Regions from separate parts of the Sus scrofa genome. Here region 1 is linked to region 2. The links are chromatin contacts, called in public promoter capture Hi-C maps. All regions are on one chromosome and are shown on one strand. Each heading gives the region's core, a stretch centred on a gene start, on an enhancer-like site or on the middle of the called end of the contact. The rest is flanking DNA. Distances are from core to core; before and after follow the strand shown. Region 1 holds the start of CFDP1 (craniofacial development protein 1). Region 2 holds the start of ADAT1 (tRNA-specific adenosine deaminase 1).

What was found. Promoter capture Hi-C pulls out the DNA fragments that hold promoters and counts their contacts.
Region 1: a contact with region 2 is called in a promoter capture Hi-C map of fetal liver, with 2.9 times the contacts expected there. The contact joins the promoter of CFDP1 here to the promoter of ADAT1 in region 2. A contact is called at or near these places in 2 of 5 promoter capture datasets (fetal liver and liver), 6 of 47 Hi-C or Micro-C datasets (embryonic fibroblasts, epiblast stem cells, fetal heart ventricle and 3 more) and 2 of 2 datasets of contacts at active chromatin or transcription factors (alveolar macrophages and skeletal muscle).

Annotation. Positions count from the first base shown.
Region 1 is chr6:12,222,295-12,228,784 of Sscrofa11.1, forward strand. CFDP1 (craniofacial development protein 1) reads left to right here and starts at 1,407. Exons shown (of 7, transcript XM_021093775.1): 1 at 1,407-1,639. The coding sequence starts at 1,576.
Region 2 is chr6:12,073,141-12,080,304 of Sscrofa11.1, forward strand. ADAT1 (tRNA-specific adenosine deaminase 1) reads left to right here and starts at 3,223. Exons shown (of 10, transcript XM_021093768.1): 1 at 3,223-3,276; 2 at 6,307-6,497; 3 at 6,770-6,838. The coding sequence starts at 6,329. KARS (lysine--tRNA ligase) reads left to right here. Exons shown (of 14, transcript XM_003126856.3): 14 at 331-609. The coding sequence ends at 429.

The DNA of each region.
Region 1 (6,490 bases), core at 157-2,656, 150 kb after region 2:
ACGTTGGGGTGAGCATTTGTGAGTTCTTCACAGCAATGGACGGGCACATTATCCAAAATGAACAAAATCTTGAAGGCAAGGTTTCTGTCCTGGAGATAGTATTCAACTTCTGGTATGAAGCAACTCTGGAACCAATCAGACGTCATCCACGCTTTTTTGTTCCACCTCCAATGGACCGGCATATGGTTCACACTTTTCCCTTTAAATGCTTGTGAACTTGGAGCTCTGTACACCATTAGGGGTTTGCAGTTAAAGTCACCCTTGGCATTGGTGCACAAAAGCAGGGTTGCATAGTCTTGGAAAGATTTAAAGCCAGAGGCTTTGGAGGCCATTTGCGTTATATAGGTTCTTTTGCCAACATCCTTATAAAATAAGCCAGTCTCATCAGCATTGAAAACCTGCTCTTCCACATATCCTTTTTCCTTATAATACTTAGCAAGTATTTTTTAAATTTCTGCAGCCTCCTGATCTGCAGAACTTGTCTCACCTGCAAGCTTAACATTATTCACCCCATATCGCCTTTTGAAACGTGCAAGTCACCCAGCACTAGCCTAGGACGGTTTCACATTTTTCTGACCCTGGGTAACATGGCTGTAAATTTCGTTGGCTTTCAGCTTCACAGCAGTGCTGTCCACCACACCTTTTTTATCGGTTGTCTTCTCATGAATCCACAAATTGAGCCGCTTTTCCATTTTTTCCATTGCTTCCTCACCCCCACTATAGACGTCACTTCAGCACTTTCCGGAGCAGCCTCACGTACAGATCGGCGAATTTCCTTTTCTTTTTTTCTTGATGTAAAGGATTGTTGACTCATTAACATTGAACTCACGGCCAAGAGCACTACAACTCATGCCTAAACGAAGCTTATCTAACACTCGTATTTTCCCCGGAAGGCACATCACAGCCTTCTTGCGCTTAGGAACATTAGGCAGCACCTTAGCACCACGCTCGGGGGTCATTTTTAACAGCGAAATCACCAACAAAAAGCACAAAAATGCAAAAAACGCGGCACTAAAGTGATTGCGAAAAGGACACTTATTTACAGCATTCGAGCGGAAGAAGCAAGACCGCCTGCCTCTTTCAACCTTGGTACCACAAACCTTGGGTTGACTCAAAAATTTTCACTCTCTGCGCATGTCCGCAAATAACCCCAGAAAGCACCGCGAATATTAATTTTGGGGGTGATAATAAATTTTAACAAGTAAGCGATTTCAAAAATACCAAACTGCGAGTAATGAAGGTCTGCCGTATTCCCACGGGCAAAACAAACTTAGTTTAAGCATGTTTACTAAATCAAAGCAGCTGGTAGCTCTGAAGACTACAAGTTCCAGCATGCACCGCTTCGGCGCCCAGCCCGTGTTCCGCCAACCCCCACAGTAGCATCCAGCAGAAGGCACTGGTCCGGAAGTGTCGCATTCGACCACATACACTCTCTGCGCATGTGCAGAGGCTGGGGGCCGCCCCAGCCGCCGCCGCCGCCGCCCCCGCCGCAGCTCTATGGTGGCTCCCTAGAGCTTTGCCGTTGGGGGCAGCTGTTGCGGCCCTGCGACTCAGCCCCCCTCGTGCGGCAGCGATATGGAGGAATTCGACTCCGAAGACTTCTCCACCTCGGAGGAGGACGAGGACTACGTGCCGTCGGGTGAGCGACTCGGCTAGAGGCGAGAGGCAGCTTGCCCCGCCCCGCGTCTCACGTGAGGCGCGCTTGGCTCCCGTGCGTGGGCCCGGTGGCCCGGGTGGCTCTCGGGCGCGGGTGCCGCGCGTCCTCGTACCGCGCGGCCCCCGTGACCCGGGATGTGTGCCCCGGGCTGTCTCGCGCAGCCCTTTCTCGAGGCCTCACTTCGGCCGACGCCCCCTCTCGGAGTTCGGGAACTGGCACGTGAACAGGGCCCTATCTCTGGGGACGCTGGCGGTGGTCGGTCTTCGCGTACCCTCACCAACCTTGCAGTCTTCTGAAAGGCAGTCTGTCGCCAGACCTTCCGCCCCCAGGGAATTAATTGCTCGCTGGCATCACGGCAGAGATAGATATCTTCACTTTCTGCCTGCAGGAGGGATCTTCTTGTTAGCAAGTTCACTTAATGATACCCTTTGCCTCTCTGCAATGTCTGTATCCATTTCTCTCTTTTCAGACCTTGTTTTTGTATAGGTTTCTAAAACCGAACCCAGGCTGAAATAAACGTCACCCAGACCTACCCCTTCCGGCATCCTGCACCTTCCCCAGGCTTCCCCATCAAATTATAAGTATCTTCCTATAGAGTAGCTCCGATGAAAAATAAAACCAAAAAAGCCTAGGAGTTGTCCTTGTTTCCTCTCTTTTGTTCCAACCAGTGTGTCTGTGTGGAAAATGAGTTTCTCATCACTCTCTCTCCAATCTCACTCTTACTGAACAACTATTATTCTTCACTAAGACCTGAAGTAACTTCCCAGCTGGTTTCTCAGATTCCTTGTCCACCAACATTGGTCTTTACATATCTGCCAGTGTGATCATTTGAAAACCAGTTTTCATTTGAATCAAAGTTTTGTATGCACCTGCTGAAAAATAGTCAAATATTTCTTTTTTAAGTTATTTTATCTTAGAATGTTTTTTTGCTTTTGGGGACCATGGAAGTTCACAGGTTAAGGGTCAAATTGGAGCTGCAGCTGCCATCCTACTCCACAGTAAGAGGAACGCGGCATCTGAGCAGAGTCTGTGACATACACCACAGGTAGTGTAGCTGGCAACACCAGATCCTTAACCCACTGAGTAAGGCCAAGAAGGGAACCTGCATCCTCATGGATACTTGTCGGGTTCTTTTCTGCTGAGCCACAGTGGGAACTCCAAAAATAGTTAAATATTTCTAACAGATTTATTTTCAAATGGCAGTTCCTATCACTATTAATCATCCGTATCACTTCTCTGCAGAATGATATCTGCTTTTAAAATTTGGTATTTCCATTGTGTTTTCTTAATCTGTCCATGTTAAGTCTTATTTTTTTACCCCCTTTTAGCTTTCCCCTTACTGCTGACACATCTTTTCACCTTCAGACCCTCTCTAACTCTCCAGCCTGCTAATGTTCCTCTGTCTAATTTGGGTTAGGTCATTATTAAGTGTTTACTTTTTTAAAGCAACTGTGGACACCATGTTCTGGCCGAATCATGTGGTATATACCGTTATGGCTATTCCTGCACTAGTTTTCTCTGGAGTTAATCATTGCAATTTTGTTGTTGTTGCTTAGTTATTTATTTATTTATTTGTCTTTTTAGGGCTGCACCCACAGCATATGGAGGTTCCCAGGCTAGGGGTCAGTCGGAGTTGGAGCTGCTGGCCTATGCCACAGCCACAGCAATGTCAGGTCTGAACCGCATCTTCAACCCACACCACAGCTCATGGCAGTGCCGGATCCTTAACCCACTTCGCAAAGGCCAGGGATCGAACCTTGTGACCTCATGGATGCTAGTGCGATTCATTTCCATTGAGCCACACTGGGAACTCCTGTTAGTCATTTATGTACTTGCTACTAAACTCTCAGAATTGTCTAAATCATTTCCTGAGATATTTAGATTCATTAGGAGTTCCCTTTGTGGCACAGCCAAAATGAATCCGACTAGGAACCATGAGGTTGCAGGTTTGATCCCTGGCCTCACTCAATGGGTTAAGAATTCAGTGTTCCTTTGAACTGTGGTATAGGTCGCAGACTTGGCTCGGATCTGGCATTGCTGTGGCTGTGGTGTAGGCTGGCAGCAACAGCTCTGATTAGACCCCTGGCTTGGGATTCTCCATATGCTGCGTGGGTGCGGCCCTAAAAAGACAAAAAAAAAAAAAAGAGTAGATTCATTAGATAAACTTTTTTTTTTTTTCTTCTCCTTTTTATGGCCACACAATATGGAAGTTTCCAGGCCAGGGGTTGAATCAGAGCTGCAGCTGCTGGTGTACACCACAGCCACAGCAACACCGAATCTGAGCCACGTCTGCAGCCTATATAGTAGCTTGCTGCAATGCTGGATCCTTAACCCACTGAATGAAGCCAGGGATCAAACCTGCTTCCCCACAGACAGACACTATGTAACCTGCTGAGCCACAAAGGGAACTCCATCATTCACTTTTTTCAAGTATCTTTGCCTTCTGACCTGCTCTAGCTTAGCTGAGTTTTACCATTTTTAAACCTAAGATCTTCCATCGTCACCACCACTCTGGATATCCTTTTATTTCCCTTCTCTCTTGGATTCCCTGTTTCTTGGGTCTCGTGATGTCTTTCTTGGTTTCTTCCACCAAAATGAGAATAAATCTTCAAATAATTCTTGAGGAAAGATTCATGGTAGAAACTTTTGAGACCCCAAATATTTAAATATTTAAATAACCAAGTGACTCTCAGGCATGATTAATAGTTTGGTATAGAATTTTGTGTTCTATAATAATAATAATTCTGGGCTCTGTAATAATAATTTTCCTTCTGAATTTTTTTTTTTTTTTTTTTTTTTTTTGGCCACACCAGTGCTTTCCTGAGCCAAGGGTCAAACTTGTGAACCATCAGCGACCCAGGCCACTGCAGTGACATCACCAGATCCTTAACCTGCAGTGCGTCAGGAGAACGCCATCTGAATTTTTTTTTTTCCTTTGTCTTTTTGCCATTTATTGGGCCGCTCCCGTGGCATATGGAGGTTCCCAGGCTAGGGAGTCGAATCGGAGCTGTAGCCGCCAGCCTATGCCAGAGCCACAGCAACGCGGGATCCAAGCTGCGTCTGCAACCCACATCAGAGCCCACGGCAACGCCAGATCCTTAACCCACTGAGCAAGGCTAGGGATCGAACCCGAAACCTCATGATTCCCAGTCAGATTCGTTACCACTGAGCCATGACGGGAACAACCCCCATCTGAATTTTAAAAGTATTCCTTCATTATTTTCTAAGTTTCTGTGTTTCTATTAAGAAGTCTATTTTGTGACTTGTTTTTATTTATTTATTTATTTATTTTTGTCTTTTGTCTTTTCAGGGCCACATCCATGGCATATGGAGATTCCCGGGCTAGGGGGCCAATTGGAGCTACAGCTGCCGGCCTGCACCACAGCCAAAGCAACTCGGGATCCAAGCCGAATCTTTGACCTACACCACAGCTCACGGCAACGCCAGAATCTTAACCGACCGAGCAAGGCCAGGGATGGAACCTGAAACCTCATGGTTCCCAGTTGGATTCGTTTCCCCTGCGCCACGACGGGAACTCCCTTGAACAACATTTTTGTTGTTCTTTGAAAATTTTAAAATAGAATCATATTCTTGTTTCATTAGTGCAGTACCTTATTGCTCTATGGATATTTATAATGTTTTACATTTTTCTGTTTTTAGCTTGATGGTAAAATTCATTCTTCGTTGTACTGTTCTGTGAGTTTCTGACAAATGCTTAGAGTTCTGTAACCACCACCAAAATGAACAATTCCAAGGCCATCGCTCTCCTCCCCCGACAGATTACATTATTTGTGCATAGAAACAGTTTTATTTCCTCTTTTCCAGTAGGCATACCTTTGATTTCTTTTGTTTGCCTTATTGTACTTGATACAAGCTTCCAAATTAATAGTGAATGGGAGCATTGAGAGTAGGCATCTTTGCCTTGGTGCCAGTTTTAAGACGAAGCCATCGTTTCACCATTTTGTATAATGTTAACTGTGGATTTCACACAGATGCCTGTTGTGTGTGCTTTAAGCACTTTACATTGTTGAACTGCTTACTAACTCAATCACGTAACATTATAAAGTATGTGCTATTATGCTCTTCATTTTACAGATAAAAGAAACAGGTATCCAGAGTCACTTAGGTAAATAGTAGCTGAGCTCGGCTTTGAACCCTGGCAGTCTGCATATACTATCCTTCTTGCCTTTTATCAGATTGAAAAATTTCCTCTATTCCTAATTTGCTGAGAGGTGAATTTTGTCAAATGCTTTTTCTCCATCTATTGATTATGTGATTTTTCCTCTTTTATCTGTTAATATGATGAATTACAGTGATTGATTTTAAGTATTTGGACACCCTTTTATTTCTCAGATGAAACTTGCTTGGTCATGATATATTATTTGTCTTCTGTATTGCTGAATTTGGTTTCCTAAAACTTTGTTGAAGATTTTTGCCTCTATTTAGGAGGGATGTTGGTGTGTAGTTTTCTTATAATTAATTTCCTTGTCTGGTTTTGTATGAAACAATGCTAGCCTGATAAAATGAGGAAACAATCTCTGTTTCTTCTAAGGTGATTTTTACTGATGCTGAATGTTTGGGGCTTTATTGTTTTAGATACCTTTTCAGTTCTTTCAGTGATTCTTAGTTTTTGACTCATTTAAACATGGGGAACTGAAAAAGTGTTGGAAGCTCTGAGTCTTTGAACAAAATTTGTTCATTTTCTGTAAAAATAATGAATTATTGTGCTATACCACTGAATATAATACTATATAAATCAACTATACTTCAATTAAAGATTTATTCATTTTATGGTGGTTTTTTTTGTCTATAGCGATATCAGTCTGTTTCTTA
Region 2 (7,164 bases), core at 1,973-4,472:
TACTTCTTGAGGCTTCAAGGAACACCCTGAGCCGTTGACATGCATATCTCACTTAAGTCAGCCTGTGACATGCAGAAACTGTTGCTATCCCAGCTTTATAGATGAGGAAGTAAATCATAATTGAAGGGAAGCTCTCTGTTTATTCTTTCTTTGACGTCATGCCCTGGGCAGTGCATGCCTTTCTGCTCTTCCATCCACTGTAACTGAGAGGGACCGAATTGAAAGAACACAGATCTCTGGATTTTGGTGCCAACAGTAACCAGGGATAAAAGGAATGGGTAGATAGCTGGAGGAAAGGGCTGCTGCTTATCAGAATGCATTCTCCTGTAGGAAGTGCTTCTGTTTCCCGCCATGAAACCTGAAGACAAGAAGGAGAATGTAACCGCCACTGACACGGCGGAGAACACAGCACCTGGCACGTCTGTCTAGAAAACAGTGATGGCACGTCACACGACATGGGCATCGTCGCTGCGTCTCTGCCCAAGGACCTCAAGGGATTTCCCGTGTGTGGCTGTTTGGCTGTCATGGTCCACTTCAGCCACCAGAAGAGGGAAGAGGAATTAAGAATTCCTTTTTACTCCTTGTTACCAAATAAACCATTTGTCTCTACCCCTGTCTCATCACTCTTTACCTTTGGAATGTCACCTTATTGCCAGGACAGCTGGCTAATGAAGGTTTAGGATTATAGCACTTTATTCATTCACCAGATTTATATAATGTCCAGCCATTATTCTAAGGAGCTGGGAGGCACAGCAGGGAACAAAAGCCAAGTTCCTGCTTTCATGGAATTTATATTTTCTTTAGGGGTAGGGGCTGGGTGTGAAAAGCTACTAAACAAGAAACAAGTAAATCCTTATTTCTGGTAGTGATGCATACTAAGAAGAAAAATAAGGCAGGGAGAGGGGACAGGCGCTATTTTATAAAGAGGTGGATGGGGGCAGTGCTCCTTACGCGATCACGGAAGACCTCTTCTAGCGGAGACCGGAAAGATCTAAGTGGCACAGCATGATCCAGACTAAAGGGCTGCACTTTTGGGGAACAGCAAAGGGGTCTGGTATGGCCAAAGAGGAATAAGATCAGTGAGGTGCCAGATTTAGGGGTGAGAGGCGAAGCCATCGGAGGGTTTTGAGCACTACTGTCCTAGTTAGCATGTGGAAGGCAAGACAAAGGGAGACATGCAGCTGTGGGCTGAGGTGAGATGATGGATTAGCCTTGGGAGGTAGCGGTAAGTGATGGAGATGCTTATGCATCGGTGGACTTTGTCTTCTTGAGGTCAGCAGAATGCTGCTGGAATGTGGGTTTTAGGAAAAGGAATCAAAATGATTTCACGGTTTGGGGCCTGACCAACTAGAAAGTAGAGTCGTCACTGACTTGAAATGGAAAAACAGTGCAGGTTTGAGAAAAGTGAATGGTTTTGTGATATGCCTGTTAGACAGTGGGTGGGGAAGAGTGGGGAAGGTTTTCACTTTCTGCTCAGTTCAGCTGCCCTAAGCATGTGACTAGGGCCTGCTGGTAAAACAGAGCCCGTAACACAGGGAGGCAGCTGGGGTAACTCTTCCCCAATGAGTCTGACAACAAAAGACTTGTCTTTGGCATCTCAGCAAAACCTCTGGGAGCATCTTTGTGTACTTTCACAGAGCAGGTGTCTACTTCTGCGGTTGGTAAAATGATCTAAGCACACCAAACTACTAACAGGGAACAACTTCAGAGCATGCTGAGCATCTCAATCTTTGCTGGTGTTAAAGCACAGACTCCAGAAGCACTTGGTAGTGGTGGTTACATGACGAGGTGGTATCTCAGAAGAAACACTTCTATGGCACATCCTTCAGCGAGGTGCTGTTAACTAAAAAAAAAAAACAATCATCTCACCAAAGGAGGGGTGTGGGGTCAAGATAAGGGACTGGACTTCTGGCAACACTGTACCATCAATGTGGACCACTGGAAAGGCAACAAGGATTAATGAGGAGCTGTTTAGGGAGTTCCCGTCGTGGCTCATCAGTTAAAGAGTGCAACTAGTATCCATGAGGACGTGGGTTCCATCCCTGGCCTCGCTCAGTGGTTAAGGATCTGGCATTGCCATGAGCCGTGGTGTAGTTCACCGAGTGGCTCAGATCCTGTGTTGCCGTGGCTTTGGCGTAGGCCGGTGGCTACAGCTCCAATTTGACCCCTAGACTGGGAAATTTCCATATGCCAAGGGTGCAATCCTAAAAAGACAAAAAAAAAAAAAAGCTGTTTAGTAGTAGACTAGAGCAGAGCCAGCTGTCTGGCCTCAAGAATGCCAGAGATAGAGAAGAAATGAAGCAGCTGTAGACATCTGTGGCATTTGGCAAGAAAAATGACAAATACCCCCTTAAACAGCTGAAGGCTCACAATTTGCTAACTGCTGTATGGGGGTGAACAAAAACAAGTATGGTCCCAAGTTCTAGACTTGTAGGAGAGAGAGGAAGAGCAAGGTCCTTATCCTTGGAGGAAGCCTGTGGCCCTTTTCCTGTGATCTAGGGAGAAGGATGGGGTCAATTAAGTTGCACTCCTCTAGCATTTGAGAGAACTCTCTCATCATTAGGAACTGAGTTAAAAACAAAAACAACAACAACAAAAAAAACTGCTGAATGATACAGACTTCTGAAATGTCCAAACAGCTATACTACCTATTTTTGGCAAACCGAAGGTTTTAGACTAGCACTGTCCACTACAGTACCCAACGGCCATACGTAGCTATTGAGCATTTGAAATGTGGCTGGTCAGAACTGAGATATAAAATACACACCAGTTTTCTTAAGTTAGTGTAAAAAAATGTAAAATAAGTGAACATTTTTATTAAATATTGATTACTCGTTGAAATATGTTGGATAACCTGGGTTAAAATATATGGTTAAAATTAATTTCACCTTTTCTTTTGACTTTTTAAAATATAGCGCCTAGAACATTTTAAATTACATATCTGGCTCGAATTATATTTCTACTGGACAGACCTGTTTTAGACAAAAATTCAAACTAGTGTTCCAACATACAACCTCATTCTACCGTACGAATCTATCTTACCGGGGAATCAGCCTCCCTGAGCCCATTACATCTGTATCTACGCAGAGCAACGCAAATCGACGGACTCTAAGGATCCACCCTGCAGCCCCCTGGCTCCGGCCCCTGGAGGACTACAAGGGCCAGCGTGCACTGCGTGCCTCCAGGGAACAGGCTTGGGAGGGCCACCTCATTGTGACGTCACGTCCGCTGCGCCGCGCGGTCTTCTTCCTCCCTTCGAGAGCGCGTGTCGAGGAGGTGGGAGGGCGGTGTCCGTGAGCGGTTGCGGTCGTGGGGCCGAGGGCGCACAGGATAGGGAGGGCCCTGGGGCTCCCGGGGAAGATGCTGTAGGTCTGACTTTCTCGACCCCTTTTTGTGTGGGAAGTGGATGTTGCGGACCTTCCCCCGCACCCAGCGGCGTGTCTGGTGGGAAAATGCGGCTCCTTTCATGCTGACATCCCTGCGCCGACAGCGACTGCTGCGGACGAGCGCGGGGCGCGTGACCCGGGGGTTGCATACCGCATAACTCCAGCGGGCAGGCGTGCACGTTGTCCCTGCTGCGCGGGCCTGGAGTTACCCATACCTGGCCGAATGGGCCTCTGGAGGGTGTTGAGGAGGGGAGGCTAAGGAAAATAGGCGTCCCTTCCAACCTCGCTAAAGCCTTTTCCCCAGACAGCCTTCCGGACTTGAATTTTCTTTCAAAAGGAAGTGGGTTTTTAAACTTTTTGCCGCTGTTAAAACATGCCGCCTTGTGGGCAAAGAAGTGCATGTCTAACTAAACTGTTGTTTCATATGAAGAAATTATTCAAGTTCTAGGAGAGAATAGTGGACGCAGTACAGCAAAACATTTATTCATTTCCGCTACTGGGCACGCTCCTCCAGACTCAACTCTGAATAAGGTGGTGATACAGTTTTGAGCCGCTGTATCGTAGGGAGTCAGCGTTTCTTCTAGCAAGTTGTCTTTGGCTGTTATGATTTGTGATGCGTGCCTCTGGTTTAATTTCAGTTTGGTGCCAGAGTATCTGCCTTCATAAAGTATACTGCCTTGTATGTCCCCTCTGCCCCTGAAATGAGAGAGAAATCCCTTCTAAATGGAGGATTCTGGGCTCGCCCATGCTTTTCTTTTGCTCAGAGAGATACAAGACTTAGGCTGGTTCTCTGACTTTAAAGTCGTAATTTATGTCAGTGCCTTCCGGATTCTTGTTTTAAATCACTGTGGTCTGATTTACCATGACCATTTATTGAAATAACAGGCCTGCACATCCGAACTGGTAAATTATAAACTGAGGCATTTTAGAACTTTTATGAGTTTATTTGAGCAAAAATCCTTTCCAATCAGGCACAAGCTAAGTGGAAGTAGTTAGGAGCCCTCTGCAGACAGGAGCCAAGGTAGAAACTGATGTAGCATAAGTGCAGAAGCAAGAAAAGAAATTGTTTAGATCTTGGTTTGCTTAGATAGACCACCACAGCATTAGAGTCTCTTCAGTCTGATGGCCTCCTTGTTTAATTAGTTTAACAGGATAGGAGCAAGGGGCTCCTTGTAGATAAATCATTTGTCTGCTATATACACTATGGCTCAACAGAGCCTTTTTTTTTTTTTTAAACACTTAACTTTGTCCATTGCCATCTGATCTCATTTTCTCCTAAGAATCTTTTCATATATTTGAATCCAAATGAAGTCATTGAATGAGCATCAGTAGAGTCAAGAGTGGGAAAGTTTCTATCGAACTATTCTAGACCTCTTTTAGGTCAGCTCTGCTTTCTGGTTTTATGTGTCCATTACTTTTTCCCTGCCTTTCAAGGAGCTCAAGGCAAAGCAGTCAGGAAAATCAAATGTTCTTTTTTGTAAGATTAATCTCAGTTGAAGAGTTCCCTTGTGGCAGAGGGGGTTAAGGATCTGGTGTTGTCATTGCAGCAGCTTGGGTCGCTGCTGTGGCACGGCTTCCACCCCTGGCCCAGGAACTTTACATGCTGTGGGTGTAGCCAAAAATAAAAATAAAATCTCAGTTGCTATTAATTATGCTCAACATTGTACCAGTTGCTCTTTTTGTTTGTTGTTTGTTTGTATTCTTAGGGCCACAGCCAAGGCATATGGAATTTCCCAAGCTAGGGGTCAAATCGGAACTGCAGCTGCCAGCCTACACCACAGCCACAGCAACACCAGATCTGAGACACATCTGTGACCTACACCACAGCTCACGGCAACGCCCGATCCTTAAACTACTGAGCAGGGCCCGGATCGAACCCTTGTCCTCATGGATACTAGTTGGGTTCCCTACCACTGAGCCACAATGGGAACTCTGTAATTGCTTTTTTAAAAATTTTTATTAAAGTATAGTTGATTTACAATTTTGTGACCAATTGCTTTTTATAAATTTTAAGCCCCTTGATAACTCCAGTGGGTTAAATACTACTGCCTCTGTTTCTTTTTTTTTAATGTCCACACCTGTTCATATGGAAGTTCCCAGGCCAAGAATTGAATCCAAGTCAAAGCTTTGACCTGCACATTTGCAGCAATTCCAGATCCTTTAACCCACTGTGCCAGACTGGGGATCAAACTCGCACCTCCACATCAGCCCGAGCTGCTGCAATCAGGTTCTTACTCTCTGCCACAGCAAAAACTCCTGTCTCTATTTTAGCACATGAGGAAACAGACCCAGAGGAGGTTAAGTAATCTACCCAATATTGCACAGTTAATTTGTAGAAAAAAAAAACAGGGTTAGAATCCAGAAAGGGTCGTTCCAAAGTCCTCACTCTGAGAACACTTGACTGGTGAGAAGCCTCTAGGCTCTGTCACTTCTCCCCTTTATGTCATAATAGGTAAGAGAAATTAAAGTGTTGCTTTCCTGATGGGGGCACCAGTAGAGAGTTACTGGAGAGAGCTAAAGAACCAACCTGCTGTGGGGGAAAGGAGAGAAAAAAACTTTCTGGAAAAAAAAAAAAAAAAAGATGGAAAAGCTCTTTCTCCCCAGAAAGATAAACTTTGGTGAGGTTCCATCCAAAGCAAGTTGAGGTCTGCAGCCTTTTCCATGCTGTTTCCAAATGAAAATTGGAGTAGCAAGGAGCCTTCTCCCTCCTATGCTTTCCTTTTGAGTAGTTTCTTCGATCTTTTCGTTAAAGATGAAAAAGGGGCAGAGAGGTAATAGAAAACAGTATACTGAGTTCCTAAGAGAAGCCTCAGTATGATGGTGGATGGGCTACATCTGCATGCCTGTTGAAGCACTGGTGTGGGGACTGTAGCATCTTGCATTGCTTCTTTCTGTCCTGACGGTTCTGGGTTTTGCTCAGGGCCTCAACACTAGCTCACACCATGTGGACGGCGGATGAGATTGCACGGCTGTGTTACGAGCACTATGGGAGCAGGCTGCCCAAGCAAGGGAAGCCTGAGCCCAACCGCGAGTGGACGCTGCTCGCAGCCGTGGTGAAGATACAACCTGCAGCTGACCAGGTCTGCGACTGCCCTGACAGACCCGTGCAAGGTGAGACCTTTTCTCCCGGCAACGCTCCCTTTCCCTGTCAGGGGTGGTAGGCCCTTTGGTGGCTGGATGTAAACCTCGGTGATGGTTCCGCTGCTCCCCGCCAGGTGGCGTGGTACCTCTGGTGGCCAGAGATGGCCCTGCTGGAACTCCCGTCCTCAGGTGGGTTAGCCAACTGACCCGAGAACCCTCAGGAGGAAGGTGAGGTCTTGCTAAACCTGCCGACCATTCAGATTCCGAGAGCTCACTTGATGATTTGTTTTTTTCCCCCTCAGTGACAAAAGAAGTTGTCTCAATGGGAACAGGAACCAAATGCATAGGCCAGTCCAAAATGAGGAAGAGCGGTAAGCCCAGATGGGGTCTAAACAGGGCCTGTTAGGGAACTTTGGAACGTGGTGGCTGTGTCACCCACTCCTGTTCTTGTCAGAGCAAAGGGGCCGTATCGCTGAGCTGGCTCACCTTTGGTTCCCACGGGCTGTCACTCCAGTTGGAAGGATGAACTCATTTAGAGAATGGAAATAAGCTGTGGAAGCAAAGGCTGCCAGGAACATCTTTCTGAGTGGATTGGAAGTTGGCCAGTCTTTTCATGCTCAAGCCCAAAGTTCCCTGGGCTTAACCATTCCGTATCACATCTAAAACCCCCACAAAGCGATCTTGAATTAAGTGAAAA